2 separate regions of the Mus musculus genome follow, and region 2 is linked to region 1. The links are chromatin contacts, called in public HiChIP or PLAC-seq maps. All regions are on one chromosome and are shown on one strand. Each heading gives the region's core, a stretch centred on a gene start, on an enhancer-like site or on the middle of the called end of the contact. The rest is flanking DNA. Distances are from core to core; before and after follow the strand shown. Region 1 overlaps Gng12 (guanine nucleotide binding protein (G protein), gamma 12). Region 2 has its middle 13 kb from the start of A430010J10Rik.

Region 1 (7,182 bases), core at 1,461-3,960:
CATGGGTTAAAGTGGTTTGGTGATCTCACTATACTCTACTGGGGAAATTCAAAAGCAATGTTCCATGCCAATGAAAACAAAAACCTCAAATCACTGCACCAAAGGGAATTATTTATCCTGGGAGAATTCACAGAAGGCTGGACTGTGGCAATTTTAGCATCCTCCCTTCCCCCCACTGTCTCTCCTGGCTCCAGCAATTATAATAATTAAGCTTCAGTTAATTAAAATGGCAATAGGAAGTGTCAAATACAGTCATAAACACATTGATAATTAACTCACACCTCACAGGAATTCATTTCTAGTTTGCCATAGAGGACACCTAGACATGGAAAGCTTAAGTAAGTTCTTCAAGGTCACACAAGTTGAAGGTGGCAGGGCTGAGATTTATAAACTATCTATCAGGCTTCTGCATTGCCAACATGCAAAACCCCTTTTTCAATACTGTCAATAGATATTTTAAAAATCATTACAAAACATTTTGGTGACATACAACCAAAGAGAAAAAAGGGATTGTGCCTGTATAGCAAACAGCTTCCAGGCTTGTCCTAGTACCCTTCCAGACTGCCATTCTTGAATCTTTTCTTTTGAGTTCTGGAGAACACCAAACTCTTAATTCTTTCCCAACATTTACTCTTAAACCCCCTTGGCAGTGTTTTTTGATAAATTAACAACAAAAAACACAAACAAACAAAAAACAAGATAGAAAAGCCTTTGACTTCAATGTAACAGTCAATTAAAGACATCCACCAATGAAACTTCAACTACAGGTGGATTCTTAGCAACGATACCTTACAGGAAACAGAGACTGAGTGGGTCCTGGCAACTCCACCCCACGAAGTTGTTATGATGGTAGGCTCTTCGGATGCTCAACCTGCCATCTCTTCCCCGGACTTTATACTGAGGATGCTGACTCTGCTGAGCCTCAAGCTTTAGAAAGCTGGAAATACTTTTTGTGTTTTATATACTTCAGAGAACAATCTTGTGACCAATAAAAGACAGAGTCTTTCAAAGGTACAAAGAAAGAAAAATAACTGATAATCATTAACAACAATAAAATACCAACACAAAAAGCCTGAGCTAGTCTGCTGTCCATATGTGCATCCTTGGACAAGCCAGTGTGCCTGTCATAACTGTAGTTTTCTCCTTGTAAAATTAATTACACTTTCTTTAGAAGGTTTCAATACCTGGTCGAGTGTAAGCGCATGGATGGGTATAGGGGCTCATTCTTGGAGTCCTTGGATTGGAAAGGCCAAGGCAAGAAAATCAATAGCTTACTACCAGCCTGGACTACAAAGTCAGTTCCAGATCAGCCTGAGCTACAGAGGCAGAGTTGCCAAAACCAAACCAAACCAAAACAACAAAAACAAAAACAAAACAACCCCCAAACAAAAATAGACAGACAAACAAAGGAATAAAAACAAGGAAGAGAGGGAGATTGGGAAAGCAGATACAATAAACAACAGTTTCTCTTAATCAAATGTCATAAACATTTCAAGACCAAGTTGTATCCTTTAGATTTCATTTTTAATAATTAACAGGTTTGTGAGCATAAATTTCTCAAGGGATGCCTACTTTCAGGTTTTTTGGGAACATTCTTGAGAGAGAGAGAGAAACACATATGGTTTAGAAATTCAAGACAAGCAAAACATTTGTTAAAAACAAACAAAAAAAAAACAAGAAAAACAAGAAGAGAAGAGAATTGAAAAGAAAAGAAAAGAAAAAAGAAAAGAAAAAAGAAAAGTGACCCTGTTTGGCCTTGAACCTAAAACTGCAGATTTCATGTGAATTCAAATAGTCCACATGCCTTTCCTGAAAGTCACAGATAAATTAAATGTGCTGGACATGAATTTCATGTTAAGCATGAAAACAATTTCTCATAAAAACTGGAAGTCCACGTGGCCTTCAAAGAACAATTTGCTCCTATACTCCATGTTATAGCAAGGTGGTCAAGAGTTAACCCTCAATGTCTCAGAATATTAAAACCCTGTCTTCTCTGGAAAAATACTTGCTGACCTGCCTCAGAGCCTCAGCTGATGGCACTCGGAACTGTGGGCCTCACCTGTGCTGAGCTGTGGTGTGTGGAAATGGAAACAGACAGTATTCCTCTGAGGGCATTCTGTTTTGTTCCTCCACAAGAGGATGCAGTAACAATTTAAATGTAGAAGTTTCTGGTTTGACCCCACCCCCTTTAATGGGTGGATTACACAAGGCCTGACAAATTTCAAGGAAGGGGCTTGCATGGATCTGTGCTCAAAGGCTCCTCGGAGACCTCATATGTAGATGAGAAAACCAAATGGAATTCCTGACTCTTGAGCAGCCAGGGACTGATTCTGTCCTGACACAGAGCAGAATTCATCTGGCACCCTACAAGGTTCTTACACTGAACCTCGCTTGAGCTCCACAGGGGCACTGCCTTTGGATCACACCCAGAAGGGCTGACTCCACAGGTCTGGGTGCGGTTGGGTGTCGTGATTTTTCAGTCACTCCCAGTTGACAAGCGTGTGACCCACACCCTGGGAACTTTGGCTTCAGGAAAGCTGTTGGATCCTACTCCCTGAGCACCGCTTTCTCTCTAACTAAACGACACACTTAAAGGAACACAATGTCAAACACTCTTCAACTGTTTCAAGTCAGGAGGGTTAAGGTCAGAGCCTTCCTGTGTGCGCAGCCCTCCCCTCTGCCTGCCTACACAATAAAGATTACAACACCAAGTGAGTGAGTAAGCAGAGCGCATGCTTCCCAGCAGAAGGTAAAAGGGAATGCTCTGAGAGGACAGAAGGCTTGTGTACCAAGAAGCAGTCTGTGGCAGCCTCCCCTGCCCTTTGGACTTCTCCACATGGCTTTCCATCCCCTGAGCTCCACCTGGCTCCTCCTGCTGGACCCTAGTTAGTTACAAGTCATTTACTCTCAGGGACCAGGCCTCTTCTCCCTTCCTCCACTCTCTGGCAGCTACAGCTGGTTGCTCTTCCCAGCCTCTCCCTCGGTTTCCAGGTGGACCTTCACACTCATAAATACCTTCAGGGCAGCCGAGAGGCTGCTGGGTGGGGTGTTCCCTAGGGCTCTCCCTTAGGCTAGGCTCTGGCTCACTCAACCTTCCCATGCCTGGTTGAAGCCAGGTGACAGACAACAAGGGGCTGAACATGGCCAAGCTCTCAAGCCTTGGGATTGAGTTCACAAGAAAATATAAAGCCAGGAAAACAAGGGGCACAGGCTTCTAATCCTATCTTTGCCATTCATCTGCCATCTTAAATGACTCTGGGCAAATATCAGAAGCTATCTAGAAGTGCCTAAGTTTCCCTACCTGTAAGGTAGAAATTAATGTTTTGACCTGATTCTTCTTGAAGCTTCTGAAAACTATCAAATTATCTGTTCCTTAATTCAATACATCTCAAAACATAGACTTATATATATTAACATGCCTGTCATACTATGAATGAAAATATGCCACTGAGATCCAACATATTGAGAAGACAAAACGTACAGGCAAAACTATCCAGTCCAATGTAATCATTAGTATACTGGTTGACTAGCTTGTTACAGTAAACATAGACAAGAAAATATATTAATGTGCCCAGATTAAAGTATAGAGAGCAAAGTCACACCAAGCAATTTATTTATTTATTTTTATTATTATTATTACTTTGGTTTTTCGAGACAGGGTTTCTCTGTATAGCTCTGGCTGTCCTGGAACTCACTCTGTAGCAATTTATAAACTCTGAAGTCAGGCACTTTTCTACATGCACATACTCGAGCGCTTCTGGGCAATCTTGAGAGAGGCAGATGCTATTAGCCTTGGGTCACAAAGGAAAGGTCTCAGACTTTGGGAGGAAGTTGTTCAACCACATGGCTGGAGTATTACAGCGAGGCTTCAGCCACTGTCTTGACATTAGACATGCATCTCCATCTTCTGTCACACTGCCTCTGTCTTAACAACCTGTGAAACCATTCCTGACTCCTCCTAGCCCTTCTCAGACAGACTCAGTCTCCCCGACACTGTCCTTATACTCCTTGCCTCATAGACCTTAGAACAGTGAGGACTACATACATCACTTGTGCCTCAGACACATCTTCTTAATGGGTCAACAATACACGAGATTAGGCTGGGTCAACGAGATAGGCAGAAGCTCAATGGTTAAAGAAAAACCTTCTCATAGTTGACTACCCTCCTTGTGTTCTCAAACCTTATGATAGGTGCTTAGTGAGTGTGCACTAGACCTCAGCAGACAGAGGGTAAAAAACTGACTGGCTATTACCAACTCACTTCGGAAGAACACTTTTGTAAAATGCAATAAAAAAGATTTCCTAGAAACTGGGCAATATGCGAATTCATTGACAGTGAAGCTGCTACAGAGATTACTGATTGTATCTTCCCAATAAGTAATTCTGTACTTATCTTGCTGCCTGCTGGAAGAGTGGGGCGAGGCTGACCTGAAAGCAGCAGGCTAGACCAGCTGGGCTTGCCACACAGAGAGTAGCTATCGAATACTGTTCATAGAGGGTGCGCGTACCAAACACTGCTGACTGAATCTCACTATTAACTCCTTTTAAATCTACAGGTTGCCTTTGGGTAGGTGCACTGGCACCTCCACTTTAGGGGTAGTGATTTTAAGTCTTCAGGGCTGGTAAGAATCATAGCTGGACTGAACCTGGACAGGAAACTCCTTCCAGACAGGATGGTAATTTTGGGGAGCCCATTGTCATGCAGGAAGTAACCACTCAGAACTTCATTTCAGAGAAATCACCTGGTGACAGCAGAGTGCAAAAGTCAGGGGCAGAGAGAGGCTGGCTAGGAAGTGGCCAGGGACAAGGCTGCCTGGGATAGAAGGAAGTGTCAGGGAGAAAGGAGATCAGATAACTCAGGGGTTCAGAGTCTAACAACTTGCAGGGAGGGGGAGGTCCTGAAAAGACCTGAAAAGGGCAAAAAGAAAACTAGACTCAAAGGGATGATGAGCTCAGCTTTCAAAAACGTTTACCTGAAGTAATTCTCTTGGCACAACGTGTGGCGGATCCCTGAGCACTCTGAGCTCAAGCATCCTCTCTTTTTATCTGCTTCTGCCAACCCACCCTCCTACTCATCCCCTATGCTTTGGTACACTTAAAATGGGGCTAAAGGCAAGAATTAAAAATAGTTCCAAAACTTCCACCCCTTTGAAGTCATACAAAGCTCATGTCTGGGGCACAGGCTCCCAGCTCACTATAGCGGATCTGTGAACAGAGATTTCTCTATGAAATCTCGTTGGCACTTTCATTAAACCCAGTGTCTTAGTTATGGTTCTATTGCTGTGAAGAGACCCCATGACCAAGGCAATTATAGAAGAAGACATTTAGTTGGGGGCTTGCTTACAGTGTCAGGGTTAGTCCATGATCAGCATGGTAGGAAGCAGACCACACTGTACTAGAGCAGCAGCTAAGAGAGTTACATCCTGATCCACAGGCAGCAGGCAGAGAGAAAGACACTTGGCCTGGCACAGGCTTTTGAAATGTCAGAGCCCACCCCCAGTGACACCCTGTCTCCAATAAGGGCACACCGTCCTAATCCATTCCAAATAGTTCCACTAACTGGGAATACCAAGCATTCAAACATGTAAGCCTATGGGAGACATTTTCATTCATGATACCACATGGTGCACACATGGTGTGTGTGTGTTGCTTATAACTTTACTCAGGGCCTTATGCATACTATGCAGGCACTCTCAATGAGTCGCATTCCAGCCCCATCATCTGGCTCTCTGAACTTCTCACTCATGCCTACCAAAAAGGCCTTCTTTCTTTGTGTTCATCTACATTAAGATTACAGGTAAGCTCAGGCTACCTTTTGCACACCCTGGTCTTGGCAGAAGTATTATTTTACACAGAGGCCTTCCCTGAGGTTCTCCATTAAGGAAGTCCTCCTAGTCTCCTGACTCCTAGTTCTATGACCTCCACAGTACTTACCCTGTCCTGTATGGATACTGTTGGTGTGGTTTTACTAAAGAACTGCTCATATCTTTTTTTAAAGCCATATCTTCACGGATCAGGCAACTGCTTTGTTGACTTAAGAAGATCATTAGGGTATTTAAAAGGATGAAGGCTTGGGGCTCTTGTCTCAATGAATTAAAGATTAAATAGCAAGAACAAACAAGGGAGCCATCAGAGGAAAATGTGCCTTCCCCTTTATCTCCTTCCTAGCTAGCAGACCACCTGCTCCAGTGAGTGGAAGCCTCTCCTGTGACACTTTTCATATGCTATTCTCCGGGACAGTGAGCCAAGTGAATACATAAAAAGTATACCAACTTTAGAATCCTGGGATTCATAGGAGGAATGCCACTAGCACTGATTTTTGCCCCCTTCCAAACCAACTTTCTCCCCTGTAAATGGAGCTGGTGTACCCTACCTCACATTCCTACAAGGAGTAAGGAAGTGTCCTAGCACATGCCTACCTCTGGCACTTAAGTACTAATCTCTACCTTTGTTATCAAGTTTGCTGTCAGCAAAATGCATTCTTTTAATTAGGGTTTGACAAATGCACCAAGGTTCAAGGTGACAGGCGTTGTGCCACCACTGTGATCATGGCATTTGTATGGAAACAGCTAACACTCAAGCATGCTTTCCAACATTCCCAATGCTGTATAAGCATCAGTCACTCCTCTATGCTAAGACAGAGACAGTCATTTTGCCACTGCTGGTATTAGGATGACTCAGGAACTCTCCTCCTAAGCTGTTCAGGTCCTCTAACTCCAGGAACCTATGAATGCTGGACCAAATCTACCCAAACAGCCCTCAGAAGCAGGTAATTTCCCTAGCTAGAGAACAGAGAGTAGAAGGGCCCATTAAAATCCAGATACAAGAAGGGTCTGCCGTGCTAATGCCCAGGCTAAGGTATAAAGCCCATGGCAAGTACCAAAAAAGTCTCTAAGAAGTGCAGGTGGCCCCCACTGAGAGACAATAAGGAACAACCCTCAAAGAACAGAAGTCTACCAATAACCTGAAAGAGCCTGAGGTAAATGGGAAATTCTTCCCAGAACCTCTAACAAAAGCCAAGCTGGCCAACACTTCAAGGAGACATACCAGTCACACACATACCCTGACTTCTGATCTACAGAACTATGAGATAAAACATCTGGTTGTCTCAGCTGTTTTTGATAATCTGTTATAGCAGTTATCAAAACTAACCCTCTTATGCTGATACCTGATATAGTTTAA
Region 2 (6,587 bases), core at 2,349-4,848, 260 kb before region 1:
ATCGTTTGACATCTTCCCCTATTTATACCCCTTTCATGTCTTTCTCTTGTTTAATTGTTATAGTGAAAACTTTTAGTGCTATATCAAATGAAAGAGAGTGGGCATCCTTGTCTAGTTTGTGATTTTAGAGAAATGCTCTCTCTCTCTCTGTCCATCTTATATACTGTTGCCTAGAGGTTTGTTTTGTGTAGCCTTTATTATTTTGAGGTATGCTCCATGTATTCCCAAAGTCTCCAGAACTTTTATCATAAGGATATGTTGGACTTACTCAAATGCCTTTTCCATATCAATTGAATGACTATGTGGTTTGTAAATCTTTTTTTAAAGAACCAACTCTTTAGGCGATTTTGTCTATTGTCCTTTTTAATATCCATCTTTTTAATTTCTTCCTTAATCTTTATTGCTTTTTGCTATCTACTGTGTTCCAGATAGGCTACTTAACTGTCTTTTCAAGAGAATTGAGGTATGTAATTAGGTTGTTATGATATTTATTTGATATTACTCAGATTTTTTTCTTTATGATTATTTATTTATTTATTTATTTATTTATTTAATGTATGTGTGTACACTGTCACCCTCTTCAGACACACCAGAAAAACTCATTGGATCCTGTTATAGATGGTTGTGAGCCACAATGTGGTTGCTAGGAATTGAACTCAGGACCTCTGGAAGAGCAGTCAGTGTGTTTAAATTCCAAGCCATGTCTCCAACCCCATGATTTTTTTAATATGAGCCCTTATCTCTATAAGCTTTACTCATAGGACTGCCTTGGCTGCATCTCAGAGGTCCTGATAGGATGGGTTTCCACTATTATTTGTCTCTAGAAATTTTTGTTTGTTTATTTCTCTCTGATTTTTTTGGATGATTCCCTGTTCATATGTTGTTCACTCTTCAGTATTTTTGTGGTTTCTCTTATTTTTATTGCACCATGGTCTGATAGGATACAAACAATTATCTCATTTTTTTACTTGCTCCAGTTCACCAATAGTATATTTTAGCCTTAAAGTTTCTTTACTTGTTTTTAATTAGGAAAACCTATCTAAGTATGAGAATAGACTATCGAAGTTTCCCTCTATATTGTATCAGGATCTTTGTGGTCTTTTATGTCTTTTAGTGTTTGTTTTTATTAAATTAGGAGTTACAATGTTTGGTGCATGAAGGTTTATAATTGTTATATCTTCTTAATGAATTGTTCCATTTGTTAATATGTAATGTCCTTTCTCTTCTAATTAGCTCTAGTTTGAGATTTATTTTGTCTGATAAAAAAATAGCTATGCAAGTTGTTTATGTTTTCCATTTTCTTATAGTTTGTTTTTCATCCTTTGATGTTAAGTTTGGGGTATCTTTACCAGTTAAGTGTGTTTGTTGGATACCTTATACAGTCGTTGTTTCTTATTTTTTTTTTTTTTAAATAAATAAATCTTTTTTTTTTAAATTTTATTTATTTATTATATGTAAGTACACTGTAGCTGTCTTCAGACACCAGAAGTGGGCACCAGATCTCGTTATGGATGGTTATGAGCCACCATGTGGTTGCTGGGATTTGAACTCAGGACCTTCGGAAGAGCAGTCAGTGCTCTTAACCGTTGAGCCATCTCTCAGCCCCTGTTTCTTATTTTTTAATCTAATCCATTAGTCTGTATCTTTTCAGTGATAAGTTGAGACCACTTACATTTAAAGTTATTATAGAAAAGGGTTTGGGGGGCTGGCAAGATGGTCCAGAAGGTAAGAGCACTGACTGCTCTTCTGAAGGTCCTGAGTTCAAATCCCAGCAAGTACATGGTGGCTCACAACCACCAGGAGATCGGACGCCCTCTTCTGGAGCATCTGAAGGCAGCCACAGTGTACTTATGTATAATAATAAATTAATCTTTGGGTTGGAGCAAGCAGGGCCGACCAGAGCAAGTGGGGTTGACCAGAATGAGCAGAGGTTCTAAAAATTCAATTCCCAACATGAAGGCTCACAACCATCTCTTCAGCTACAGTGTACCCATATACATAAAATAAATAAATAAATCTTTAGAAAAAGAAAAAAAGAAAAGGGTTTGCTTTTTCTGTAAATGTGTTAGTCATTTGTTTTGTTTTATTTGATTGTTCACATCATTTTCCTTCTCATTTTAATTGAGTTGCTGTTTTGTATATACTTTCCTTTCCAAGTCTAGTTTATTTATCTGAAGTTGGGCTCTGTTTCGTCTTCCTTTCTGTAAAGTACTCCACTAAGAACTTTCTGTAGGGATGGCTTGGTTCTCATGAGTTGCCTTAATTTGTGTTTGTCTTGTTATCTTTCTGTAAGTTTGGAAAGATGGCTTTGCAGGGGATAGCAGTGTTGGTTCACAGTTGCTTCCTTTCAGAGCTTGACCTCATATCCTCAGAGATCTCATATCCTCAGAGATCTCATATCCTCAGAGATCTGCCTAACTTTCCCTCCTAGGTGCTGGCATTGAAGAAGTGCCTCACCACACCCAAGCTATTTGCTTTCAATGTTTTAATCTCCTTGCTAAATTTCGTATTTTGAACTTTTGCCTTCAATTTAACTGTTACATTCACTTCGGAAGGGTGTCTTGTCAAGGTTCTGAATAGATTTTAGCTTGTGCATCTTTGAATCTTTTATGTGATTGCTAGTTTTTCTAAACAGTAAAACTCTAAATTCTTTTTCAGACATTTCAGCTTTCTCTGTAATAAGTTTGTGTTTTCTTTTCTTTTCTTTTTTTTAAGATTTTATTATTATAATTTAAGTACACTGTAGCTGTCTTCACCAGAAGAGGGCGTCAGATCTCAATCCAGATGGTTGTGAGCCACCATGTGGTTGTTGGGATTTGAACTCAGGACCTTCAGAAGAGCAGTCAGTGCTCTTAACCACTGAGCCATCTCTCCAGCCCACGTTTGTGTTTTAAAGGGGGTTCATCAGTGAGTGATGATAGATCCTGGGTTGTAGTATATTTTTTTTTGTTGCTTTATCATGCTTTATGCTTCTGTTGAAGTGGATTTGTTTTGAAACCATGTTCTTCCAAGTCTATGACCTTGGTCGCCTCTGGATTCTATGAACCTACTAGAGCTAAAATAACAAATTTCAGACCGCTGCAGCGATGTTTGTCTACTATTAGGAGTTGTGGCTAGAGTCAACGGCCTAAAGCAACCTATGGGCGTACAGCTGTACAAACTCCAGGTCCTGCAGTGATCAGTGGGACCCCAGAATCATAACCCCAACCCCACTCTGACCTCAGAGACCTTTGGAAGCAAAGCTCCAGACTCTCAGGGAGTCCTGGATACACAGAAGCCAAACCTCATGCTCTGCACTGACCTATTAGGCCATTGTACTGAACTAGTCTCTATAATTTATTTAAAATTAAGTCATAGACTTTAGTAGAAGGATCTGTTTCTAATTCTGCAGAGAGCGAAGCAGCTCAGTAGCAGCTGCTGGGTGACACGGGTCCCACCACTGTAGGTTTCGCTTTCATTTCTCCTAGGTGCTGGGTTTTTCATGATGATTCCTAAACAAAGGCTCACTTGTTGGCAAGAGACCTGGCCAGTCCTGTACGAGCTATTTGCAAGCCAGGTGGGTTAGCGGAGATTCTGCCTGGCTCTGAGCTCCCTCTACAGGTTGGTAACAGGTTCTACATGATCCTTGCTTAATCTTATTGCTCAGCTTGAACTTTTAGCCCAGGAGTTTGAACTTCACAAATACTCTGACCCCTCAGAGCAGAAACCATTCAGAAAGCATTGCAGTGAGTGAATGAATGAATGAATGAATGAACGAATATAATCAACCTTGATCCAAGCCTGGGTTTAGCTCACATGGCATCATTTGATTTGTTTGCATTTCAGTCACAAAACAGCCAGATCTCTCCAGTTCCAGTGCACTATGACCCTTGGTGCAAACTGTCCTCAACTCTCACAGCACGGAGGAACTTGGGTCAAACCTTGTATTCGTAGGTTTGACTTCAGTCCGATGTGGCCTTTACAGACTTCGGGGAGAATATTTTTTAGCAATCACATATTTAAAGATTGTTTAGTTACAATTCACACACATTTATAAAGTAAGCAATCATAAGTTGGCACTTAATGACGCATCGGACAGAGGGAAGTACGTGCATTTTCTCACCTGATCCATATCAGAAACCTATAACGTAGGAGCAGGGCTTTGAATAAGAATTGTCCCCCCCCCCACCCCCCATAGGCTCGCCTATTTGAAGGTTTGGTTCCCAGTTTGTGAGTAGTTTAGGAAGGATTGGGAAGTGCGGTCTTATTGAAGGAGATATGTCATTGGGAGTGGGATTTAAGGTTTCAAAACCATACACAAGGTCTAGTCTCAAATTTTCTGCCTGCTGCCTGGGAATTAGGATGTAAGGTCTCAGCTACTGCCCCAGAGTCTTACCTGCCTGCCTGCCTGCCTGCCTGCCTGCCTACCTGCCTGCCACCCCATTCCTTGCAATGCTTGTGATGGATTCTCCCTCTGAATCTGTAAGCAAGCCTCAACTAAATGCCTTCCTTTATAAGCTGCCTTGACCATGGAGCTAGCCCGGGAGTGCCTTTGATCTTCAAGGGCCGTCCATTCTTCTAAGCATCAAAAGCTGCTCTTCTTTTCGTCTCTTCCTTTTGCACAGTGTCAGGAGTCACATGCACTCTGAAATCTTCATAGCAGGTTCCAACTTATGCACAGTGTTCCAAGGACCAGCCTGGACTACGTTTGGGTTCCTGAGACTGAGGTCCGAAATCCTATTAGGAAAAAAATTCTAAAAGAGCTGTGTTTCTCTCTATAGATTTTCTGACCAAATCAGAAATCCTGTTAAAAACATTCTAAAAGATTTGTTCACTCTCTAGACAGCTCAGCTCTTTTTTTTTGGGGGGGGGGGGGTTCGAGACAGATAGCTCTGACTGTCCTGTAACTCACTCTGTAGACCAGGCTGGCCTTGAACTCAGAAATCCACCTGCCTCTGCCTCCCAGGTGCTGGGATTAAAGGCATGCACCACCACTGCTCGATTGAGAAGAATCCTTAAAAAAAAGGAAGTGCTATCACTTTTTGCTAGCTCATCTCATGCAGAACAAAAGCCCAGTTTTCTATTTACATATCAATTCAGTTGTTTAGTCCAGGTTCCCTCTTAACCATCCCACAAATCAGCATTCTGCAACTTTTAGTCCCAGGATTGTTAGGAAGTGAAAGCAAGCATAGCTGAGTCCAGACAAGTTGCACTTTTCAGGAAAATGGAGTTGAAACAAGATTGATTACTGGTGGGCAGGAACGCACCAGGAGTGCTTAGATATGCATGACTTGTTAGGTTTCTAAGGCGGCTTAAAAGAGATGGGAAGCAGAAAAAGAGAGGCATCTGACTTTAGACGGGTGGGATCGTGTTCATTGGCTGACACTCACTCACATCCACGGGGGTGGTTGAGAATGCCTGGGCGTGGGGGTAAGATGGCTGTGACCCTTTTTAGGAGTGAAAATGACTGTAGCACTCTTTCCTCCCATAGTCCCTCCTCCCTTTCATGTGGATTTGCCCGGCTGCAGGGGAATCTGGGAATTGTAGTTTTTTTTTTTAGTCAGGAAACTATCAACTCTGGCTTCAATTTAAACCTAACCTCACGTTTGGCTCTGGAAGAGGAATCCTGATCAGCTGTTCTCTTTGTCCCTCTTCCGTTTTCAGCTCTTTCACTGTGAACTTGGCTGTTTTAACTGGCTTACTGGTGGAAGAACTTGGTTAGGGTTTCATGTGGCATAGACTGAAACAGACAATAAAGGCAGAGGTCTTTATGATTATGTTATGTTGCTGCAACACTGTCCTTAGCCACTGCAGCCCCGGAAGTCACAACCTGGTTTGCTGGAGCAGAAGTGACTAGCCTTTTTTTTTTTTTTTAAACCTGTTGAGAATGGAGTCTAGGGTTTTATACACGCCAGTGTTCAGCATCTCCAGCTGCTGGCCAACTGTGTTTCAAATGGGAAAGACAAGACCTTGCAAACAACGTAAAGAATAACTAGCTGGAGAAGTAAATGATTCAAAGAGGAAACACAAAGCTTCGAGTCTCCTCCAAACACTTCCATCTTTTCCCACTTGTTTGCTCCTTGAACGCCTGACTATCTCTTGCCCAGATTTGCCTCATTGTAAACATAAGGTACCTCAGGACCTTGGACATTCTAAGCCTCGCTCTCCCAGTAGTGTACTGTGCCCCGAGCCCAGCTTACTGTTTTTATGCCCTCCGTCCTTATAGCTAGAGCACCTCTGTGTACTGAGGCAGCCATCTGTGCAAACACTTGCAAAGAGTGGCCACTTACTGATCAGCCCCAAGTAGATCCAGACAATTCCTTCATGGTCAAGACTTAACGTTTTGCTAACACTGGGTGGATGACAGGAAATTACACGTATCTCCCTTGGTAATCAGAATGGTAAACAGAAATGTCAGGTAGAATTAAATGACAGCAATGAAGACATGCACAGATCACCTGGGGCGTGACGTGACATCCTGTGCTCACGACCATCGTGTGTTAGCTAATGTGGTGTTAGGCAGTGCTCTCACCCCCTTGGAGGAGACTAATCTCTCTACTTTTGTGTGTATGTGCCCTGGGATCAGAACCAGGTGTAGTGTATGCTAG

The links. HiChIP or PLAC-seq counts read pairs in DNA pulled down with a chosen protein or histone mark.
Region 2: a contact with region 1 is called in an H3K4me3 HiChIP or PLAC-seq map of bone marrow-derived macrophages, with 4 times the contacts expected there. The contact joins two enhancer-like sites. A contact is called at or near these places in 2 of 484 Hi-C or Micro-C datasets (cerebral cortex and hematopoietic stem and progenitor cells), 3 of 115 datasets of contacts at active chromatin or transcription factors (bone marrow-derived macrophages and embryonic stem cells) and 1 of 9 other capture datasets (embryonic stem cells).

The regions. Positions count from the first base shown.
Region 1 is chr6:66,906,394-66,913,575 of GRCm38.p6, reverse strand. All of the region lies in intron 1 of Gng12 (guanine nucleotide binding protein (G protein), gamma 12), which reads right to left. All of the region lies in intron 1 of 4930597O21Rik (a long non-coding RNA gene), which reads left to right. Among named protein-coding and RNA genes, the nearest start is that of Gng12, 14 kb to the right of the region's middle. Within about 2 kb of position 2,710, at least 158 of the 459 cell types and tissues checked have an H3K27ac peak or open chromatin away from gene starts, as enhancers often do. A contact at or near this core is called in bone marrow-derived macrophages, where this site is marked.
Region 2 is chr6:67,167,377-67,173,963 of GRCm38.p6, reverse strand. No RefSeq gene overlaps it. Among named protein-coding and RNA genes, the nearest start is that of A430010J10Rik, 13 kb to the right of the region's middle. Within about 2 kb of position 3,598, at least 83 of the 459 cell types and tissues checked have an H3K27ac peak or open chromatin away from gene starts, as enhancers often do. A contact at or near this core is called in bone marrow-derived macrophages, where this site is marked.